2 separate regions of the Arachis hypogaea genome follow, and region 2 is linked to region 1. The links are chromatin contacts, called in public Hi-C maps. All regions are on one chromosome and are shown on one strand. The core of a region is the stretch at or near the end of the contact, and the rest is flanking DNA. Distances in the headings are between cores, read along the strand shown. Region 1 holds the start of LOC112717211 (protein FAR1-RELATED SEQUENCE 5-like). Region 2 has its middle 5.0 kb from the start of LOC112714785.

Region 1 (4,256 bases), core at 728-3,227:
ATCTTGTTTTTAGATTCTGCTAATCCTACTTAGATTGAAATTTGAATATAGCTGTATTATGGTCTTGTTTTCTTGTTTTCGATTGATCTTTGAGTGTTATCTTTGACAAAGCATTCTCAGTTTTTGAGTTTGGAGGAAAAAATACACATACTTTCTATTATACCTGTTCAATAAGTATCTGATTAATTATTATTCGAATGTTGTGGTTAAAATTTTTTATTGATTGATGATTTGGTTACCGATTTCCTTTGCTTGAATTTGTTAAGTTGATAGTGTGTTAAATTAGTTTGCTGCTGCCGTTTTGAGTTGCAAATTTTTTTTAGGGTTTTGCAATTTCAATTGCCGGATTATCTATTCAGGTGTTGTGGTTGTTTATTTGTTAAATTGTTGTTGTGTGTACCTATTGTTGTGTTTGAAATCATTGAGTTGCCATTTTCTTCTCAAATTACTAATTTGCTGATTTGGTAAATTCTTGTTATGGTGATATTTGAGATTGTGGTTGGCTATTACTGGGTTGCTGAGTTTTTCTATGAAGATCTTATTCTTGTTAAATTGTTCTTGTTTCCATGCATAACTTGTCCTTGTGGTCTACAGTTTCATTAGGTTTAGGTTTGAGATAGCTTTGATGTATTTTGGTAATTGTGATGTCTTTTGATGAGATGTGGCCCAGAACAGCCTTTGATTTGGTTTATATATGGTTGATGGCCTAGAATCTGCTAGTACTATTCAGATTCTGCTAACCATACTCATATTGAAATTTGAATGTAGCTGTATTATGTTCTTGTTTTGTTGTTTTCGGTTGATCTTTGAATGCTATCTTTGACTATACATTCTCAGTTTCTATGTTTATAGGAAAAATTATACACTTACTTTCTATTATACCTATTAAATAATTCTTTGATTAATGATTATTTGAATGTTATGTTTGAAATTTTTTAATGAATGATGATTTGGTTATTGATTTCCTGGTCTTGAATTTGTTAAGTTGATAGTTTCTTAAGTTGGTTGGCTGCTGCTGTTTTAAGTTATTAAATTTTTACGGTTGTTGTAGTTTGCTAATTGCTAGATTTTCTATTCAGGTCTTGTGGTTGTTTATTTGTTAGGGTGTTGTTGTGTGTACCTATTGTTCTCAAATTATTACTTTGGTAATTTGGTACTTTGTTGTCGTCGTGATAATTGAGATTGAGATAGGCTATTATTGGGTTGCTGAGTTGTTGAATGAAGTTCCTCTTTTATTTAAATTGTTCTTGTTTTCATGCATAACTTGTCTGTGTGGTCAAAAGTTTATTATGTCTGGGTTTGAGATAGATTGGATGCATTTTTTGGTAATTGTGATGTCATATAATGAGATCTAGCCCTTAGTAGCATTTGATTTGGTTTATATATGGTTGATGGCATGGAACTTGGTAGAGGTAAAGGCGTGTAATTTTATAGCAGAATTAGTTATTATTTTGAAAACCAACTTCTACAACTTAATAGATGGAGTGCTATGGTAGGATGGGCAAGGCAAACAGTTTGTTTCCAGATGAAAGTGAAAATGAGTTAGGCCTTTCAAACAACGACGTTGTTGACGAGGATGACTTAAGAAAGGTTGAGTTGTTGTCGGATGAAGATGGTCGTGAATATGGAGATGTGACTGGGTTGAGTGCAGATGATATAATGAAAAAGGTGTTTCGAAGTGAAGAGCGTGCATATGAGTTTTATTGTAGGGTAGGAAAATGCAATGGATTTGGGTCCCGTAAGGGAGACTATGCAAAGGATGAAGATGGGACTGTAGTGAGAAGGAGGTTCTTCTGTAATAGGGCTGGCCTAAGGGATGGGAAACACTACAATAGACTAGACAGGAAGAGATGCCATAGGCCTAAGACACGCACGAATTGCCAAGCCTTGATGTTTGTATAACTTGATAAGGGTATCTCGATTTGGAAGGTTCGGAAAGTAATCCTCAAGCATAACCACGAATTGATATCGAGGGGAATGGTTCACATGATCCGAAGTTTTCGGGTGATATCGGGTTCCGCAAAGGCCCATATGGATGGAATGCATGCGTATGGGTTGCCAACGTCTAAGATACTGGGGTACATGGCTGGGATTGTGGGTGGTTATTCTTGTTTGGGTTTTACCAAAAAAGACGCATACAATTATATTGATCGGTCGAAGCGTGCAAAGGTGGTTAATGGATACATGAACGCTGCTATAGTCTACCTAGAAGGCAAGGCAGCTGCTGATCCCATGTCTATGGCCCGGTACAATTTGACTAAAGAAGGTATGTTGACAAACATGTTTTGGACAGATAGTCCTAGTAGGGTTGATTTTCAACACTTTGGAGACGTCGTTGCATTCGATTCGACGTATAAGAAGAACAAGTACAACAGACCCCTTGTCATATTCTCAGGTTCAAACAACCACAAGCAAACAACAATTTTTAGTTTTGGTTTGGTTTTAGATGAGACAATCGGTTCATACAAGTGGATGTTGGAGAACTTGTTAGAACTCATGTGTGGGAAGATGCCCTCTGTTGTCGTGATCGACGGGGATGAATCAATGATTGCTGCAGTTAGAGAAGTGTTGGCTCGGGCAACCCATAGGTTGTGTGCATGGCATCTGCAGAAGAATGTGACCTCGAACACCAATGAGCAGATGTTCCGTGATGTCTTTGCCAAGTGGTTGTATGCCGACATGGAGGTTGAAGAGTTTGAGGGTGAACGGGCACAGGTTGCTGAACAGTATGGGTTACTCAATAAGTATTGGGCGTTACAACTGTATGAAAAGAGGAAGATATGGGTAAATGCGTACTTGCGTCGCAAGTTTTGTGCTGGGTTTCGCACGACGTCTCGGTGTGAGAGTATCAATTCCCATTTTAAAAAATTTCTGTCGTCTAGGCACACTATTTTAGAGCTTGTGCAGAATCTAGAGCTACTAGTACGGGAGTACCAGAACAATGAGCTGGTTACATAGTTCAGTTCAATGTATGGTGTTCCTGTTATGACGACCTGTCTTGATCCGATGGAACAGTTTGCTGCATCGGTGTACAAGAAGGTCATATTCACACAAGTCAAGAAAGAGATTGATTCTATATCGGTCGTTAACTTCGTAAGCAAACGACGGGTCTCAACAACCATGGTGTACACGGTTAAGGAGTATGGATTCTCCGGTCAGAATGTGGTGGCATTGTACGATCCAAAAAGAGGGAGGTTGGTCTCTCGATGTGGATTTTGGGAGAAAGAAGATTTTCCTTGCAGGCATATGTTTTTTGTCATGAAGCACAAGCATGTAAAAAGAATTCCTGAGCAGTTGATTTTGAGACGATGGAGGAAGGATGTGAAGACAGTCAATGAATATGCTGAGAAGACGACACTAGCTCATGAGCGGGGTTTCTTGTTGAGACATGGAGCCCTGCATGCTGCTTCACAGTGGATGTTGTTCGTCGGATCTAAAAATAACGATCTGCACAAGAAATGCATGAGCAGAATCAAGTATATATGTTGTGATCTACAAGCACGCAGCGACAATGACACGATGGATAAGAATTCGAATGCTGCCTGTGATGTTCGAGATCCAACCGTTGTGTGCACAAAAGGGGCACCTAGCACACGGGGACACAAAGGTAGAAAAAGGAAGTGCACGAGATGCAGGAAAATCGAGCACACAAAGAGGAGGTGCACTGAGCCATAAAAAATCCCAACCTCGACAAAATATAAACAGTGTCCCACCAAGAAAACGACACTAAGCAAACTCGAGGTAAACAGTTGTTTGCAATATCATTATTCACTAGTTAAATAGTTTGACCTCATTGCGTCAGCAACATTATATCAATTTTGTTGTGATATAGGTTGTTCTGTCGAACTTTAACCTACACGCTGATCAAGGCAAATGGTTAGAAGAGGGAGACGATTGTCGCAAGGAGCAGGATGCCGGAGCTTATGACGGATGGGACCATGTAATAGGCACAACGTAAAGCCAAACTAGGAACATGGGCGGAGTGGGTAACACCGTCGACTGGAATATAGAGGTAATCAACTTGTGGCTTGGTAATCTCACTTTCGATTGTTACTCGTATTCTGATTTTAAATTTGCATAGAACACGCTTTATGGCAGGGATTGTGTTTGGGAAGTTGTTGATGCTATTTCATGGTGCTGTTTGTATTAGGATTTTATTGTTATGAAACATGCAAATTAGCTCAATGTACTTGATTTTGTTATGGTCATTGTTCAATAGAAGTAGTTACTGTGTTTCATTTACCTTGGGTGAGTTT
Region 2 (4,256 bases), core at 1,232-3,731, 120 kb after region 1:
TTATAAATAGGATAAAAAAATATAAAAAAATAATTAAAAATAAAAATTATATTTTATTTTTTAAAATAAAAATTTAAAATTTAAGGAATCTAAATTCATATATTGGCATGAAAAATCATATATATATTCATATAACTAATAAGTAATAACATTAGTAATATTAGTTTATTAAACACATCTGCTATAGAAAGATTATATCTCATCACCATCTTCAAAATAGATACTATACTTGATCCTAGATGCCGGGACTCGTAAAGTCTAAAGAAACTAATAAGGAGTCATGACTCTTGCAAATTCTAAGGGGTCTCACCACTGACAATCGTATAGTAAATGGTCAAAATTAGTTTTCGAAAAAGCATTTTTTATAAAATTAATTTTTAAAAAAAATTTTTGATTTAAATTTGTTTTTTAAAAAATTTTAAATTAATTATTTTAATCTTTCTGTCACTTTTATTATTAATAGTATCAAAATTTTTTGAGACAATAAAGAGTGTAGAAAAAAAATTGACCGACAATTTTAAACATAACTCTTGAATTAAAAGAATTCGATAACATAAAAAACAATACAATATTTTAAAATAAATTCAAGCTAGTCAAAAAATTTGGCCAAGACTCACATGCTAACCGTCACACCTGAGCAGGTGTCCGTGCAGGCCAAACTTAATGTAGCGCACGACGTGGATGACGGTATGTTAAGTAATACTACAACACACACCTAATAATTTTATTTGGCGACTAACACGATAAATTTATAAAATTAAATTAAATCAACTCTAAATTGAGTGATTCTAATACCTCAAATTCTCTCCTCAATTAGATTTTAATTTAATCTAATTTCATAAATTTATCATGTCAATTAAAACTTTTATGTGTGTTATAATATCACTCAATGTGCTACATTAATAAATTTTGATACGATCAATATAAAAAATAACAAAAAAAACTATTATAATTAATTTAAAATCTTTAAAAAATAAATTTAATTAATTTTTTTAAAAAAACTAATTTATAAAACGAATAATCTTTCATTACGAATTTCATCATTTATCCAAATATTATACATTCATATGATCCAACTAGCTAATTTAAAATTGGCCATAACACAAGCCTAACATCTTATATTAACTTGATAAAGTCAGAACATTCATATTACTAATGGATCTTTGTATTTATATATATTAAATATAGTAATCTCATCAGATTCTTAGGTTTTAACTTTAGAGATATAATTGAATCAAAATATATCCAAAAAGAGTAGGAGTGGATTGAATTTTCGATATATAGTTGGGTAAGATTTTACCTGTAAAATTAAAGATTTAAATCATAAAATATTTTTTTGAAAGAAGCTATTTCAAATACCAGTTAAATTTTTCCATCGACTTGTATATAACCTTTAATCACCGAAAGGTAATATAAATTATTTTTTATTAAGTAATTAGTTTAATTTGATATATTTAAAAATTTAATTAAAAATATGATGCTGAAGTGCTAGACTACTAAAAATGTTGAATTACTGACTAAAAGTACTAACTAATGTAAATTAAAATTGTTGGTACTTGAAATATTGTTTAGATAAATGTTGTTAAATAAAATTCTTTAATAATAGGTTTACAACTTTTGTATATAGACTATATTGCTGAAGAGATTTATTTTAAATGCTGAATAGTTTTACTAACACTTAATATAATTTAGTAATAACATTAATTGATACTTTTTAAAATGTCACTAAACTTCATTTACGCAAAAGCTAACTATGTATTTATTTATTTATTTATATTGGTTGATACATCTATATATAATTAAATTTATCGTTATAATATCTTATTGATATTCAAATTATGTGATAGTTTAATGTAATAAGCTTCCATCTCCATAAATTATTTTTAAATTAAACATATCTAATAGAAATAACATACATAAATTTTATATTTAAATTTTATTTGTTGGTCAATAGTATAATAAAAAATTAAACTTATAAAACAGGAGATACTACGTAGTATACTAGGTTTCTAGGTGCATATGTAGTACCAATACTAACTGGATTGCAATTTTTATAACAAAAATACAATAATAAATAAAAAATTAATTATTAAATCAGTTATTATATATTTATATATATTATGTTATAAACTTTGAATATATATTTTATACTAAATTATTTTTTTATGTGTATTATTTAACTTTTTTTTTTTTTTGAGGGAGAAGGATAGCGTGGTTGTTTTTCTTAAAGATAGATTTTCTTCATTGGATGAGATACACATACATGGATTGGTCTCCCATTTTTTGTTTGGATTATCATACGAGTCGAATATTGTGCATGCTAGGCTTACCAAGTGTATCAAGAAAAAATGGACTTAGAGGCAAAAAATAAAATGAACCTCTTTAATTATTCAATTATTTCTAATGTTTAAGATAGCCCACAACGAGAGTTAAACTCTAAAATGGCCTCTAAAATTGGCGTTGTGCATTAAAATCGTCTTTGAGATTTTAATTGTACTAATTACGTTCCTAAAATTGATAACAGTGCACCATATTAGTCCATAGCCTATTTTTCATTAACGACGTGATGACATGACTTGATGACGTGAACTGAAAATAACACGTATCACTCCATGATTTGGCCACGTGTAATAATATGATGATGTAGTGTCATTTGGCCACGTATAATAATATGATGATGTAGTGACCAATGACACGTGGCATGCTAATGTGGATGGTTGTGCCACGTGTCACAATGTTATTTGGACATGTGTCCGTTTGTGCCACGTGTCATCCATTATGTCATCATTGTAGATGCACTAAATTAGTCCCTTACTTTGCATTAAGTGACTCAGTTTAGTCCTTGAAATTGAATGTCGTGCACCAAACTAGTCATTTCACTAGTTTTTTTCTCATTTTTTCTATAAATTTAAAATTCTCAATATTTTTGAATGCATTCATTTTAATTCTATTTTTTCACATGCTAATCAAATAAAAGTGCTTTTATAAAAAAAATTTTCTCTTGCGAATACCCTAACCGTCGACTTAGAGTTGACGTGAAGCCGTGAAGGCATTTCAAGCACCTTCACTACCATCTTCGACCTCTTTTAGTGCTTTTATAAAATATTTTTCTCTTGTGGATATTCCTAACCGCCGTTTTAGAGTTGACGTGAAGGCATTTCAAGCTTCCCTCATTACCGTCTTCGACCTCTTTTGTCTAGACTGCAGAGGTCGGAGATGCATGGTAGTGACGGTGATTGAAGTGCCTTCAATCTAACTCATTTACACATAACGAAAACGTCTATTTCATAAGAACAAAAACGATGTTTATTTTAATTATTGATTTCTTGTTAAAGCACATGTTTTTTGATGAAAAAAATGTGTCTAATCAATCATATAATTATTTTTTTATAATAACATACTTATATATTACAAAATTTACTAATATTAAATTATTAAAAAAATTATATAATTTAAACTAAAATCTTAAAACTTTTTATGAAAACACTTGTATTTAAACGATATATGAAAAAATAGAAATGAAATTAGTGCATCCAAGATATTGAAAATTTTAAATTTAAAAAAATGAGAAAAAATTGGTGAAGTGAATAGTTTGATCAAGACATTCAATTTCAGGGACTAAAATGAATCACTTAATGCAAAGTGAGGGACTGATTTGGTGCATCTACAATGATGACATAATGTGTAACACCCTAACTATTAAAAGTCACACTTCCGGCTGCGCCACTCTGATAGCTCGGGTATTACAACGACTCTTAAAATATTTAGTACTAAAATATGAGCCTATTTAAAACTGAAATCGAATATTCAAAACATACATCCATACGTTGCAATATAGATTACAATATTTACAAATATATATATATATATATATATATATATATATATATATATATATATATATACACAAACTTCACATATAAAAACTTCTATCCCTTTTGCAAAAATGGCTAAAAATAAAGGAAAGGGAACAATAATACCTAAGATAATACAAAATAATATCAAATAAACAGAAAATGAATATAACTCTTCTAAAGTTTCGTCGTCCATATCCTGAAAAGGGAAAAACCTGTAGGGGAGTGAGAACATCGTCCTTGAAAGGGTTCTCACTATAGGGTCACAAAATTGCTATAATAAAATACGAAAATAAGACCGTTTTTAAAGTACAGTGATTAATAACTGTCTTATGCACCTTTTCAAAACCAAAGATTTAATATTCAAAATTCGAAAGTCTTTTTGAAAGGGAAAAATGTTAA

What was found. A called contact is a pair of places that touch in the nucleus more often than the background predicts.
Region 2: a Hi-C map of leaf shows a contact between it and region 1, with 3 times the contacts expected there. The contact joins the enhancer-like site here to the promoter of LOC112717211 in region 1. A contact is called at or near these places in 2 of 8 Hi-C or Micro-C datasets (both in leaf).

The regions. Positions count from the first base shown.
Region 1 is chr10:4,637,000-4,641,255 of arahy.Tifrunner.gnm2.J5K5, forward strand. It overlaps LOC112717211 (protein FAR1-RELATED SEQUENCE 5-like), which reads left to right and starts at 1,978. Exons shown (of 1, transcript XM_025769305.1): 1 at 1,978-2,958. The coding sequence starts at 1,978. The coding sequence ends at 2,958. LOC140175545 reads left to right here and starts at 1,480. Exons shown (of 1, transcript XM_072204050.1): 1 at 1,480-1,902. The coding sequence starts at 1,480. The coding sequence ends at 1,902.
Region 2 is chr10:4,752,445-4,756,700 of arahy.Tifrunner.gnm2.J5K5, forward strand. No RefSeq gene overlaps it. Among protein-coding and RNA genes, the nearest start is that of LOC112714785, 5.0 kb to the right of the region's middle. Within about 2 kb of position 2,482, at least 1 of the 3 cell types and tissues checked has open chromatin away from gene starts, as enhancers often do.